2 separate regions of the Rattus norvegicus genome follow, and region 2 is linked to region 1. The links are chromatin contacts, called in public Hi-C maps. All regions are on one chromosome and are shown on one strand. The core of a region is the stretch at or near the end of the contact, and the rest is flanking DNA. Distances in the headings are between cores, read along the strand shown. Region 1 overlaps Adgrl3 (adhesion G protein-coupled receptor L3). Region 2 holds the start of Adgrl3 (adhesion G protein-coupled receptor L3).

Region 1 (7,186 bases), core at 1,174-3,673:
GAGCTTTGACAGTTGGATCTGTCAGTGAAAGACTGGCAGGTGGTTTGAGGAAATTGGAATAAATGTTCAAATATATGCTAAGGAGTCTTCAGCAGTGTCTCTAGGACAGGGCAAGAGGTGAGAGGGAGTAGAGCTGTCAGCTTGGGTAAGGAACACAGCTTTGGAGCTTCCAAACTGCAGGTTCTGAGGGGTATTTGCTAATTCCTGTAAAGTCTTCCTTTAAGCTGTTACGCAATGCTTTTCTGCACTGCCCTAGCCATGTTCTGATGCATGGCCTCATCATGTCTCATAAGCCCAGGCAAGCTACAAATGCTTAATTCCTGAGCCTCCCAGGCACTGGGATTGCAGGAATGCGATGGCACACTTGGCTTTTAAGTGACTTCTGAATTAAAAGCCAGTGTGTTGTGGCCGTTCCTAGGGCAAAGAAGATTTCTGTTAATGTTTTACTCTCAAGTACCTGAACTTGCAATATCACAATTTCTAATTTTATTAATAACTAAAAATTTTACTCACTGTAAAAATTTTATAATTTTAAACAGTGTACTTGTGTGTATGTGCATGTATGTGTGCATGTTTGTGTATAAAATTATATGGAGAACAATGTAATATATGTATTATATTATGTATATATAATGATATGTGTATTATATATTTAATACATAATGCATACAACACATCCTTTATATAGTCAAAATGTAGTGTCAGCAGATTAGATATCATCCAAGGGCATACCAAAATGATTTATTCTTGAGCTAAATATGTTTGACTGTGTCCCTGGAACATATATGCATGTTGCCTTAAATATATGTTCCAATGGAGAAGTTGTTTTAAAACGGGAGAAATTAAGGTTGCATCTTGCTGTTCTTAATCTTGTTAATAAGAGAATTTAAGAATGGGCTCAAATGGATACTTAGGGACAATTTTATTAAATAGAAAAATAAAAAACAAAAACAGGGCAGGCAAACAGTAAATCTCAGCTGCTGCCCAGACAAGGAGAATGGAGAAAAGCAGAGAGCTAAAGCCATTCAATCACATGAAGGTCAGACACAGGACAAGGGGCCCCATCACAGGTGGCCCTTAAGAAAGATTAAGGAAGCCTCAAATGTTGGGCAAACCCAGAGTTTTTAGGAAAGCATACCTTGAAAAGAGAGTGCAAGAGGAGAAGGAGGATTTATGCTTTATTGAATAATTTAATAAAGTGGGCAAACATGTCTTTGATTGGATGTGTCCTTGTTAACTAATGTGCTAAGGCCAAGGTTTCTGAGATTGAAAACTGCAGGGCCTTATTAAGGGACTGATGATTCTGCCCATCTTTTTAGCATGGTTTAACGTGAACCATGTTCACCTTCCAAATGCTGGTCCTTTGGCCTGACAACTGACCTGGTGAATCTAAAATGATAGCTCTCTATGCAGGGTTAATATTATTACAACCTCTTGACTAGTTTGCTGTTGTTTTGTTTTTTACTTTTTATTTATCAGTATTATTGCTATTCTGACAATTTTATAAATTTTTGTATAAACCCAGAACAAAGACATACTTAATGCTGATTTTTTTTCTTTCAGAAACATACATTGGAAGATTATGTGGTATAGTAAAAGGAAGAAATATCAATTTAAAAATCTCATACATTGTCCAATGACATTATTAGCTTTGGTGGAAGCTAGTTTTGCACATTACAAATATTTTACTTGAGATTGGCAATAGAACACTTTAAGGGAACCAAGAATTGCCTTGGAATCTGTAACATTTGAACTGGAAAAGACTGAACAGTTCAGAAGTTCTCCTACTAGTTCTCTCCAATAATAGAGTGGACCCCACCCCTCACACGCTACTGTGCTTGGGAGAGTGGGCCCAGCACCTCACCGGGACAGCTTTGTTACTGGTGTTTGTTTTTTTGGCTTAAGAAGTTCTCATTCTCTGTCAGCCCGGTAGAATCCTCAGCATGGATATAGCTTTAGTCCTTTGGGTATTTCAACTCTCGATATCAAATGTAGAAAACACAGAGAGAACTTCCAAGCAATTCAGTAATATTCAGATATGGGAGAGATTACACAAGATGGACATAGCCAGGACTCCAAACAACGGTTCCTCCAGGAAATCTCCCCAAAGTGCTTTTGTTTTGTCAGAAAATGAATGGATGAACGTTTTTCTTTCTCAAACATGAGTTGATTCTGAGCAATGGTTAGTGTTACTCACACTTAGTGAGGAAAGAAAATGGCGCTTGCGTGCCAGCATTGGGATTATTTGTGTAGTCAGAGAAGACTTGTGGAGCTGTGTGGCTCTAGCTCTCAGATTCCCATTCTTCCAGGCGTAATGCCCCAAGAAGGCTGGCTATCCTTCCTCTCCCTTAGGCAGAGTGAAGGGCACAGGTTATTATGGTGGCTTGTTTGCCTCAGTGTCAGGGCTGGGAGGTGGGAGGGTGAAACTGGACTCATTAAGCTTTTCAGTTTATTCGTTTGTTGGTCCTCTGTCAAGCTGCCAGCCCTCTCAGTGGGATAGCTGCCCTTTGTATAATAATCTACCAACATTCAGGGTGGCTGCATTCACTGTACCCATTCTGCTGTGGGCCTCCATTACGGCTGGGTTTTGAATGCAAGGCTTCATGATATCTGGGTATAAACAGTATGCCCCGTAACAAAGACATCTTTTGTATTTCTTAATCTTATAATCCCAGTGTTTTTCTCAGAAGCTTTAAAGAGGGGATTTTCTGAAAATAAAAAGGAAAATACACAATCGCTACTCTGTTGTGTATTCTCATAAAATAGCATTTAGGTGGAGATTGTGCTCTTACCGTGTGGTTCTCCTAATTTAAAAACCCATTGGTTCCCCAGGCAAAAATGGGTGAAGTTCCTGGCTCCTTTTCTACCTGTGGAGGTGTGAATGAATCAGCCTTTGTTTTCTTGGGTTACCCTACCTGGCAGGTTACTTTATTGGCTATTCCTGGCAAATGCTCCTGAAGCGCCTGTCTGATCCCTGCAAGATCCTCCTGTTTTGTCCACGTCGTCGGTTCTGCACAGGTCACATTCCTGCTCTGTTTCTTCCAGGGATTTTGCGCCTCTGGCCTCTTGGCGATCACCTCCTTTGACTGTTCTGTTTTTTCTTTTCTTTTCTTTTTCAGGAGGGAGGGGGCTTGAGGTGAGTGAAATAAAGTTCACTGACAAAATAGCCAAGCAGCAGGCAGATGAGAATTACAAATTAGGCATGGTAGATTTGTTTGCCTTCTCTTCAAGGTACCTTGAGAGGAGGAAGAAAAAGCATCAACAAGGGGATGCTGCAACCCTTTTAGACGCCTCTGTTTTGTCTGTTTTGGTCATTGCCTACCTGGATGCTTGTTGGTGTTTGTGAAGGTCAAGATGTTCCCCCCTTTCCATTCCTCTTTTATGTCTGTTGAAGCCTTTAGCTCAGATGGAAATGAACTCTTTATACAGGGATCCGTGTAAATGGATATTTAAACGAGCTCATGAGAACTCATTGAATGCTTGCTGTGTACTGTGTTTCCGATGCAGTTTCTCGTTTAACGGATAAACAGGTGAACACATGACTTTAAAAGCCAGCTCTTCCTTTGGATATTCATTGGCTTTTTTAAGATTGTTTAAGAGTCTAGTATTAGGTGTCTTGGGTATTTGGGAAGAGCACTGACCTGCATAAATTTTTACATGAAATTTTATGCATATGTATGCACACATCTATATAGGCACACACTCTAAATATAGCAATGTCTACTCATAACTTAAATACAGATGAGTATGAGAAGGTGGGTTTTTTTGTTTTTTGTTTTTGTTTTTGTTTTTGTTTTGTTTTGGTTTGGTTTGGTTTGGTTTTGGTTTTTGGGTTTTTTTGAGACAGGGTTTCTCTGTGTGACAGCCTTGGCTCTTCTGAAACTTAGTTTGCAGACCAGGCTGGCCTTGAACTCACAGAGGTCCACCTACCTCTGCCTCCTAAGTGCTGGCTGTGTGTTATCAGGCCTGGCTGAATATGAAAAAGTCTTTGGCATGCCTTAATTAAAAAGAAAGGTCCTTCTATTTTCCATTTTAATATCTTCATGGTAGCAGTTTAGGACTTTCCATGTCAATATAAAATTGAGGGAAAAAAATCCTGGTCTGTCTGTATGAGAGTGTGCACATCTACTGATTCGATTATATTTTGGTTTGTTTCAATAGAAAGAAAATCTATCCAGTATATACATACTGCCATTATTTTATGACTGTAAATGGATAAAGCACTCAACTTGTGACTGGCTTTTATCTTGGTAAATACTTCACAAGTCGGAAATACAACTCAAAATCATTTAATTTATTAAACACCCAGAAAAAGCTTAGCCCACCCTGCCTTAAGCATGCTCCAAACACATTCTTTTTCTTACAGCTAGGCAAAGTCATGTAGGACATAAAGCATCCTTCTGAGGTTGTATTGAGTACCATGTGTAATTTATTAAATAGTGTATTGAATGTGAAATATAAAATAGGTATATGAACATGTCACCATAGTGAGATAAAAAAATCGTGTTTTGAATCAGTGTTACATTGAGGGCAGTATTCAAGTGGATTTTGTACAGAGTGTACCAACTGCTAATAGTATTATATCCATTAAAAATTGTCCAATATTGAAAACAGACATAAATTGTAACATGTAGCAAATGTATTTCTGAATATGTATTCCTTAAGTCTTCTGATAAGAGAATAAAATAAAGTTATGAATGCATACATACCACATATAGAATTCCTGTATTCTCATGTTCTAATAGTTCTCATTTTAAACATAGAAAGGGATATAAAATCACCACCATAACTTTTGCTTTTGAGTCGTGGTGATAGTTTGGGAATTTTACAAAAATTCTTGTGTACCCAATAAGCCCAAATCAGATTTAAGTAATGGATAAATGAGTGATTTTTCTCGAGAATACATAAGAGCTCTCAGCTCTTCCCAGTTATAAGAATATTTATAGGAGTGAAATGGAGAAGAGATCAGAAAAGCCTACCTACCCCAAGTAACTAGTCCCTTTATATTAAATTAATAAGAAAGGTATTTATGAAAGAGCTCCTGGGACTTTTGTTGCTAAACCAGACAACCTGAGTCCACTCCCTAGAATCCGTATTCAGGAAAAACTCTACTCACGCATTGCATCCAAGCTCCACATGTGAACTATTAACACCAGACACACACACACACACACACACACACACACACACACACACACAGACACACACACACACACACGCATGTGCACACACACTAAGGAAAATGAATCCTTGTAACTCACAGTCACATTTTTCAGGATCAATAAAAGCATGCATATGTAACTCCTTTTTTTTTTCTTTTTTTTCGGAGCTGGGGACCAAACCCAGGGCCTTGCGGGTGCTAGGCAAGTGCTCTACCACTGAGCTAAATCCCCAACCCACATATGTAACTCTTGAACACACTCATTCACATATACTAGACTTCCAGATGTTATTTATATGATAAGCATACATTTATTGCATTTAGATTTAGTTAGCATTGTAGTTAGAGTGATCTTATACTAGAAGAAATCTTAGAATTTTAAGCCAAATATTATGCCCATCACTCTTCATTTTCAGAAACTGAAGCCCTAAAGAACGGGTGTGCTGGTATTAGGTTTCATTTGCTTGACTGCCCGCCATAGAGTAGAATATTTTGTAGCAACATTGTATCTTGAATGTTTAAGGATGGTGTATAACTCTCAGGAATTGGATTGATTGCTACCAAGTGGCACTCACTAGATAATCACTCATAACACTCTCTCTCTCTCTCTCTCTCTCTCTCTCTCTCTCTCTGTCTCTCTCACACACACACACACACACACACACTCACACACACACACACACACACACACACATACCCCATGTGTATTTAAAATGCTAGTAACGATGTCAACTTTTTCAAAACAAATTTTCAAATTTTGTTTCTTATTGAATTTTCTCTTGTCAGATATTCTTAAAGGCTTATTATAAAACTGTCTGCCCTTTTTATATTCTCCTGATTTGGCAAGGATGGTTCTGCTGTTTGGCATCAGCTCCGTAGGATGATGTAGCCCGAGGGGAAAATCATGGTATCTTGGTCCTTGGGATTTGAAGCTCAGGTGTTTTGAAGACAGTCTTCTGCCATCTGGCTTACTCTCTGAGGAGGTCTTCTGGCAGGAATTCATCAGGTGGGAAGGAGCAGTCAGTTTGACAAAAATAACTTAAAACCAGTATTATTAGATTTCTTGTGTAGGGGGAACCCTTCAACTGTTTCTGGCTGTCTTGGAGAGAGGACATAATCTATCACTCTATCCAGGGTACACTGTTTCCTTCAGGATGCTGGGCAGTAGTGATTACACCTATACCTTAGACAGAAAACACAACAGAACCATCGACCCTCAGATTTGACCTAACTTGTATATTGTTTCAAGGAATAATTTTGTATTAACCAAACCTGACTGCTTGCTTCTTAAGAAGAGGGTGATCACTCTGGTTCTACAATGTTCTTTTCTTCTTTACTAGAGCAATAGGAGAGTTTTAATTTGGCTCACTTTTGGAGAGAAGAAAAACAGGAATGGACTATCAGATATACTTGCTTTTGCTAAAGATTTATTGTTCTTAGACCCTAGAATAGTATGCCCCTGACATCCTAAGCCTTTAGTAAAAGGGGCGGAGGAAATACCATTTCCCCACCTTTTTTAAATATAGAATGGCAAGTGTTGTTATTGTGGTTAAATAAATTCAACAACTAACAATGCTCTTCTCTTAATCATTTTATTTTAACCATGGTATTCTTGTTCAGCCAGGAGACTTATCTTTCCAAGTCCCTTTCTGAAGCTATTTTGCACTAGAGTTTAGTAACGATGATTGTATTATAAATAGCAATGCATCAAGAGCCCAAGGATTTGTCTCTGGGTTTTATGTATTTGTCTTCTCCCTCCCAAATCCCTCCTACTCGCTCTCCTTCCCTCCTTTCTCTCTCCAACTGCTCATCCCCGTTAGAGTGTGTGATGGGAGGTCCCAGATGACAGCGTGGTCATCTTAGTTTCATGATCATCTTCACTGCTGTGACTGGAGGATTAAACAGCCATTATCTGAAACTATTTCAAAATATTTAAAATAGCAATAGCCTTAATGTTAATTTCATAAGTGCAGAAAAGTTGAGAAAGCACTTGGGATTCAATGTATAAGTGGATTGTTTTCTTCT
Region 2 (7,443 bases), core at 964-3,463, 140 kb before region 1:
TTGACGAAGGTCACTTGAGCAAACTTTATGGTAACAAAAGGCATAGACCTAGAACCAAGACAGTTTTCTCTATCCTTCATGGTGATTTTTATTGATGTGAAATCAAAATCATCGAGTCTCTAGGTCCCATATTTTTTTCCGGAGGGGGGGGGATGTACTTTCGATTTTGCAATGAACTTGTACACTGAGGTAAGTTTCAAGAAACATAAAATGCACCCAAAGGCAGGCAATGCTTTAGAAGTCAGCTCCCGCATAAAGAACACGTGGAGTAATCTGCACCTGAAAAAAAAAAGAAAAAAGACACTGGCAGAACTCCCAGCCTGGTACCTCATTCACCTACAGGAGAGTGGGGGAGGAGAACCAGAGGGAGGCAGGGAGAGTGAAGAGATTGAGTGCAGAGAGAAGGGGTGGTGGGGGTGAGTGGAAAGGGAGAGCGGATAAAGAGAGAGGAAACCAGAGGAGAGAGGAGAGAGAGAAAGAGATAAAGGCATGCTCCTACCCAGGAGAGAGGTACCCTTTGTCTGACAAACCCTGCAAGGGAAGCCTCCCTTAGCCGCCCCGCGCTTCCCATCTCCAAGATTCTGCGGAGCGGCTAGGTGGAGCCCGCGCCCGCGGAGCCCTCGCGGACTCCAGATCCGGGTTTTGCTAGCCGCCCCTTTCCCGGCCTGGAGCCCCCCTCCCCGGTCCTGGGAGCCCTCCTGCCCGTCACCCCGCCGGTGGCTCACTCCGGCCTCGGCTGCCTTGGCCGCTGTGCGCACGCTGCCTGTCTGCGGGCGCGATCGCCCCCTCCGCTCGCTCGGCCCGCTGCGCTCGCTCCAGTTCCCAGGAGCGGAGATGCAGATGGCACGGCAGGGCCGGGAGGGCGAAGCCGCCACCGCTACCTCTGCCGCCGCCGCCGCCGCCGCCGCCGCTGGCATCTCGCGGACTGCGCGCTGCCTCCGCTCCCGCAGCTGCTGCTGCTGCTGCCGCCGCCACCGCCTGTGACTCGCCCCCCCTCCCCTTTCTTTCTTCTCTCTCTTTTATTTATTTATTTATTTCCTTGGCCTCGGTCCTCTTCCTCCGGGTGTGCGCGCTCGGGCTCCACGGTGTGCTGTGGCAGGAGCTCGCCCGTGTGTGTGTGCGCGCGGGGAAGAGCGTGTGCGTGTCTGGAGGGCGCCCCGAGCCCCAGTGGCTCCGGTGGGGGAGTCAAGAAGAGGAAAAAAAAATAAAATAAAAAAAAAAAAAAGAGGACTGAAGCCGGCGGCCGAGGAGGTTGGCAGTGGCGGCGTCGGCTCGGAGCCCGGGCTGGGCGATGAAGCTCCCGTATGCCCGAAGCTACCCGGCACGGCCGGCGAGCTGATCCGCGACCACCGAAGCTCGGGGCTCGCCACCCGCGGCAGGCACGCAGCCCTCGGCGGCCCGGCGCCCGCTCTGCCGGCGCGTCCACGCCGTACACCCGGCAAGGAGTTTGCGCGGCTCGCGCCTGGGCTCTCGGAGCGGGTTGCGGGCGGCAGAGCGGACCCTCTACTGCCGGAGCACCTCGGGGGCAGCAGGAGGAGGACGGCGAGGAGGGCTGGGCGGAGAAGCTACTACTGGTCCTCGCGGCTGCCCCTACCTATCCCCTCCCTCCCGCTCGGAGGCGGAAAGGGGAGGACGAGGAAGAAGAAGAAAAAGAAAGAGAAGGGGGGTGGGGTGGGAGAACTGGATATAAAGATCGGCTGCGGGGGGGGGATGGTGGAAGATTTTTGGTCTCCTCAGCAGCGGCTTTTCTTGCGGCGGCGGCGGCGGCGGCGGCTGCAGGAGGAGGGAAAGCAGCTCTAGCTATGACTGCCGCATGTTAATAGCTCCCGCTTGGGTCCACCGGCTGCAGCGAGAGACACAGCCTGACTCCGAAGTTGTGCAACTGTGCCCTGAGAGAGACATTTGAACCCTCCTTCTCTTTGCTCCGCTTTTGCCCCCTGGGGCGTGTGAAGCGAGGAAACGTACAGGAAGACTTGCTTTGGCTTTCCCGGCTTCCCCTTTCTCCATGGCTGTGTAGAAGAAGAAAGGAAAAGAGACACTTTTTGTTGTTTCTTTGACTGGGGTCTCCACCCTCCTGTCGTCTCTGCGTTTTGATTATCATTCGTTGCTTGGTGTGACTGGGGTATCTACAGTGGGACAGGTCCATCTTTTTTTCTGTTTTCTTTTTCTTTCTTTCTTCTTCTTTTTTTTATTTCTTCTTCTTCTTCTTCTTTTTTTTTTTTTTTTTTTGCCCCGGGGCTCAATGGATGGATTGTGGAAAACTGCACCGGGTTGCAGGTTGTTGAGCAACTGATGGGACCATCTCAGGGACCAGCGGTTACGAAAGGTAATTTATTCCTTGCACTCTTCATAATTGTGGTCGCCCTGGTCGGGCGCAGGCGGAGGCATCCGATGGGCGGGCAACCGAGGGGGTGCGGGGTTCACGTACACTCACCCTTCCACTCACACATTCGCCTTCGCACACTCGCCCTCATGCGCACACTCATCTGATCGTGATGCGGGGCGGGAAGGGAGCCTCCTGGCTGGTGGGCGCTGGGGTTTGGCATGGGTTCGAGGTTCTATCAGCTACTGGGCGACCCGGTGACACAGGGAGATGTAGAGGAGAGGAGAACCCGCGTTCTGTCAGTCGCGCAAGCTGGGTGACAGGGACGAATCCCACCCCGCGCATTTTCCCTCCCCTGTCACCCCAATGCTGTCCTTTGGTCGGGGCAGAAGCAGCCGAGGGGGCGCCTTTCCTCAGCTAGGCTGGAGCAACACTGGACGTGGGAACGGGTTGGAGGATGAACAGGGACCGGGTGAGGAGCGCAGTTCGGGGGTGATGGCGAATGTGGGGTGGTGAGCCTGGCATGATCCTCCCTGGACGCCTGCCTTAGAGCATCCAAGGTGGCTGAGATTGTCCAGGTCGTGCCCCTGAGAAGTGGAACCGTGTTGCCTCCAGACATCTCTCATAGCCGGGCAGTTTTATTTAGACCGGAGTGCCTAGGCTTTGTTGAGCGATTTTAGCTGGAGAAAGCTGTCACTTTCGTGGGTGTCACGGGGTTGAGCTGTGCCGGGAGAGAGCACCCAGTGTAGAAAGGATGTTCAATGGGGTCGGGCGGCCGCAGCGCCAGGGTGCGGTGGGCAGAGCAGTGGTGGCCCTGGTGGCGGGTTACAGGTAGGCGAGCTGGCACCTGGGTGCTTCTCTTGGGAGATGGACAGTCTCTGGGCTGAAGTGAAGCGCAAGGACCAGCACTAGACAGCCTCTAGTCCCTGCCGAGAGGAGGCTGCTGAGCATGCCAGACGTCCAGCAGTGCAGCCCTGTGTTTGTAGGGGAAGCTGGCCAGTGGTCCGCGAGCGTGTTATCTGAGTGTCTAGGATCCTGCGCGTTTAGGGTGGCGGGGAGACCTGTGCAGGGATAGGGGAGCTCTTTGAGAGAAGCTTGTTCATAGAAATCGCTTGGGATCTGCTTAGCTGGAAAATCTGGTTTGAGGAGGCCCCAAGGGCCCCCAGTGGGGTTGTGAGGAAGCTGGCGGCAGGTTCCCTCTCCCCTGGAGATCTATGCAATGTTTGGAGTCGCTGGTGCAGCGCTCCACGTATCCCAAATTGGCCTTGATTGGACCTGCTAGAGCAGTCACCTCTCGCAGATTTGCGGTAATCAAGTGTAGCCCGCAGAAACCTTGGTCTCTGGAATGATCTGGCCACATTCTTCGCCCGAATAGAAACGTGTGTTGCTTTTATCGATAGCCAGTGAGTTGGGCAAACTGGAGGCTTGGGAGCCACCTCCCAAGTGTCTCCTCCCTGAGGCTCCCATGGCCCCTGACTGCAGTAGTTAGAGAGAGAACATTGTAAACAACAGTGTAAGCATCTTTGCCACTGTCTTCCTCAGAGCTGAACCTGCTGGTGTCTGTTGTGTTTACTTTCCTGGGTGGATTACTCATTAGGAAGTGTAAGGGCTGCTTGCACCTCTGATTTTATATCCTTGCAGCCAGCTGCCAGAGAAAGAAGACACATAGACTCTGGCGGAAGGGGAAAAAAATGCCTTCTGTGTTTTGCTCTGAAGTAAATAGGAGGTCTGCTAATTTTAGTGTCATATGGTCTTGTCATCGCTAGTTAGAGAATGGTGTCGTAGAATCTGCAAGGGATCACTTTAGTGATTTTTTTTTTTTTTGCATTTGGAAAGTCAGCTGCATTTGTCTATGAGATAACAGAGGTTAGGAAGCTCCCTAATTCATTTTTCAGTCTATAATGTACTAAGTGGTCAGCAGTTCTCGCACTCAATTTGTCTGTATGCGCACTACACGTAAAATTGCCAGTTGTTTTCCAGTGTCACCCAAAGAGGATCATTTGTGTAGGAAACAAGAGGATGTTTATGCTGAAATCCCTTCCTTCAGTTGTTTTGTTTTGTGTTTTTTCTCCTTTTAGCAGTGAAGGAACGCGTAACAGATGTACAGAGATAAACACTTCTTAATAAACTTATGCTTGCAAAGATAACTCTTGAAAAATACAATAAGTAAAATATATTGCAATACTTAGTTGTATATTACTTCTGACTACTTTGATGTCTGTGCAAAGTGGGTAGGTTCTAGTTAACTTAAAAACATGTTTTTGTAGAAGTGTCCTTTATTTTTAAGTGTACTTTTATTAAGGTTCTGACCATAAGACATAGGTTACAAAGGACAAGTACTGGATCATTCACTCATGCCTAATTTTGATTAAGTTATACTTTATAAAATATTTATAGGAGATATTATACATGACCATGACCATTATAAAAAAAAAACAACTTAGATTTATGATTTCGCCCCTAGAGTCTTGCTTCCTATGGTTTTTTTTTTTCTTCCTTTCTGGGGGGTTTCTGTGAAAGTTTCTGTACTTGCAAACATTTCTGAGGATGGTAGAATACTTCCTCTCTACTTTTAGCAGTTTGCAACCCAGTGATTTACAGTCTTTACCCTGGAAGATACCATCAGATCTGTTCTGTTTCCTAGCAGCGTGCGTTTCCTAGCAATCGTGCATTCCACAGGTCCTGATGTCTGTCAATGTATTGCGCTGTCTTTAACCAAAGGTGCACATGTCAAGAGCATTTGCATGCCATTCCTTAGCACTTGTCTCCACCAAACATCCAGTAATCTGTTCCTCTGGAGTCTGTGGTGTATGGCGGAGTGGGCTCCATTCACTTACCCAGAGTAGAGTACAAAGGTTTATGTGAACTATTTGATTTCTTGAGATGGAGATGATGGGCTATATCAGGGATCTTTGGCCAGAAGAGTGATAAGCCAGCCTGTGATTTATCAGCTTGGAAAATGCTTTTGCTGTCTCCGTTTCAGTAGCTCAGTATGAAGATCACGCCTCACATTGAAAACCCTGCTTAAAAATATGAATGGGAGGTCATTCTGAAATCGCTTTCTTAATATTCTCCATGCAGTTTGCAGATCCCGCCTCCCACACCCTTTGAGGGAATCATGGTCAGTGTGGGACTTACTGGCTCCAGCTATGGGGCCTGGCATTGATTCTAGTATCCAGCAACAGGCAACATTTTTATGGACTTGATTTACCTTCGATTCATAAGAGCTAGAGCCTAAAATTCATAAGTAGTAGATTAAAAATGACTGTAAGATCACAAAGATTGAACTTAGTCAAATCATAATGCAAAAGTAAATTCTTTACAGTTTTGAAAGGGGCCACTTTACAGTTTGGTTGAAACTCTTCAGGGGGCTGTCAAATGAAAAGGACAGTTACTGCTAAAAGGAGGGCTTTCTGCTTCAGAAATCAGCAAGGAAAAACAAGTGTGATTTTTGGATTTAGGATCATGCACTGATTCTGAGAAATGCTGAGATGGATTGAGTGGTGCTAAGAGTGGTTGGGAGGAGAGGAAGCTGAGCTTTTCCTAAGTCTCACGAATGGCTCTTTTGCCTTTGATTCCTTAAATTTGCATCACATTCAAAATCTTCCCTTGATCACTTAGGGTAGGTTGAAGACACAGTGTAACTTACCCTTTGTTTGCCTGTTAGGCTGCACATGGTCTTCAAGGATTGTTGCATTTCATTTGTGACTTTTTATTGTATGCAAATACATTTAGTTAAAGAATGCTTCACTTTATAAGACAAAAGCAGTCAAATATAAAGGCATTCGGGTACTTTGTTTATTTGTTTATTATCTCAGGCATACACACAATCACGTTTGCTATGGGTGCATGTATGTGGTTATGGAGATTTTTAATTCTTACAAAGAAAACTACTATTACATTCATTGTGAACTTGATACTGATATATATATATATATACACATATATATATATGATAAGCTAGTATAACATTAGTAATTCCTATGCTCTGTAGCCTCCTTTCCACCTCAAAATGTGCTTAATAATTCTCCTGGCCTGGGAAAAAAAGTCAATTTAATTCTACTTCATAAGTAAAATAAGTGTAATGTTTTGTTTGGAATTGTGAAATGTACTCTTTTATTGATAAACACATAATGTAAAAACATGTCATACGTTGTCTTACTCTGAGATGATGGAATTCCATTTATTTTGGGGGGTGGGTGATGTTCTGTCTATATTTCACCATGGCAGAGTACTTTAGGCCGTCTTTTCTTCTTTCCTTTTTTCTTTTTTTCCCTCCCCTTGTGGTAGAAATTGAACCTAGTGCTTCGAGTATGCCAGCCAGTGCCCTACCACTGGGCTATACTCCCAGCCCCCAGAGTCTATAAATATTAATAAAGAAATTATTCAAGTCTTGATATGTCCTATTGACATTTTAAAAAGAAATGTAATGCTAATGTTAATGAATGTCTTCATAAGAGAAAGCACAGACCAATGAAGTTAAAATTCTGGCCTATATTATTCAAAAGTTTAAATGGAAGAGTGGCGATGGCAATGCATTTCATATTGAAAACTGTGTTTGCCATGGAGAAATAAATCATCCGGCTGACAGCACCTGTCTTGTGAGATTTGCAGTTCAGTTGTTGTGTAGAGCTAAGAATGTTCTTAAACCAGTACTCTGTTTCTGGGAACTCAAGGACTGAGAGAGCCCTTCACAGATCTGCCAAGTGAAAAGCAAATTTAATAGTCATCCTTCCGCATCACTTGCCTTTGCTCTCCCTTTAAAACGTGTACTCTGGAGAGTTCCAGAATATGTGCAGATCATGATGACATCACTGTTCTGTTGGCATATGTTGTCATGTGCACACGTGGTTTTCTGCCTTTTATGAAACTTCCAGTTTTCTAATGGATAAGAATTATATGTTGTTATGATCTCAGAGAGTAGACTCAAAAAACACTTTATGCCGTCCCTCTTAAAGTATATAAAGAAAGGACTATAACAGAAACTTACGACCTCTCAAACTTTCCCTGGATCTGCCTTCTTTACACATAAATGTCACCCATATGACCATAGCAGGGAACATCTTGAAGTATGATGAAGTAGAGTCCAAAAACAGGAGCAGGACGGAGATCCTGTATTA

Evidence for each region. Hi-C and Micro-C count contacts between places; a contact is called where the count stands out from the background.
Region 2: a contact with region 1 is called in a Hi-C map of Schwann cells, with 4 times the contacts expected there. The contact joins the promoter of Adgrl3 here to the enhancer-like site in region 1. A contact is called at or near these places in 1 of 12 Hi-C or Micro-C datasets (Schwann cells) and 1 of 1 datasets of contacts at active chromatin or transcription factors (oligodendrocytes).

What each region holds. Positions count from the first base shown.
Region 1 is chr14:27,315,813-27,322,998 of GRCr8, reverse strand. All of the region lies in intron 2 of Adgrl3 (adhesion G protein-coupled receptor L3), which reads left to right. Among named protein-coding and RNA genes, the nearest start is that of Adgrl3, 140 kb to the left of the region's middle. Within about 2 kb of position 2,423, at least 21 of the 93 cell types and tissues checked have an H3K27ac peak or open chromatin away from gene starts, as enhancers often do.
Region 2 is chr14:27,452,874-27,460,316 of GRCr8, reverse strand. It overlaps Adgrl3 (adhesion G protein-coupled receptor L3), which reads left to right and starts at 2,213. Exons shown (of 28, transcript NM_130822.2): 1 at 2,213-2,326.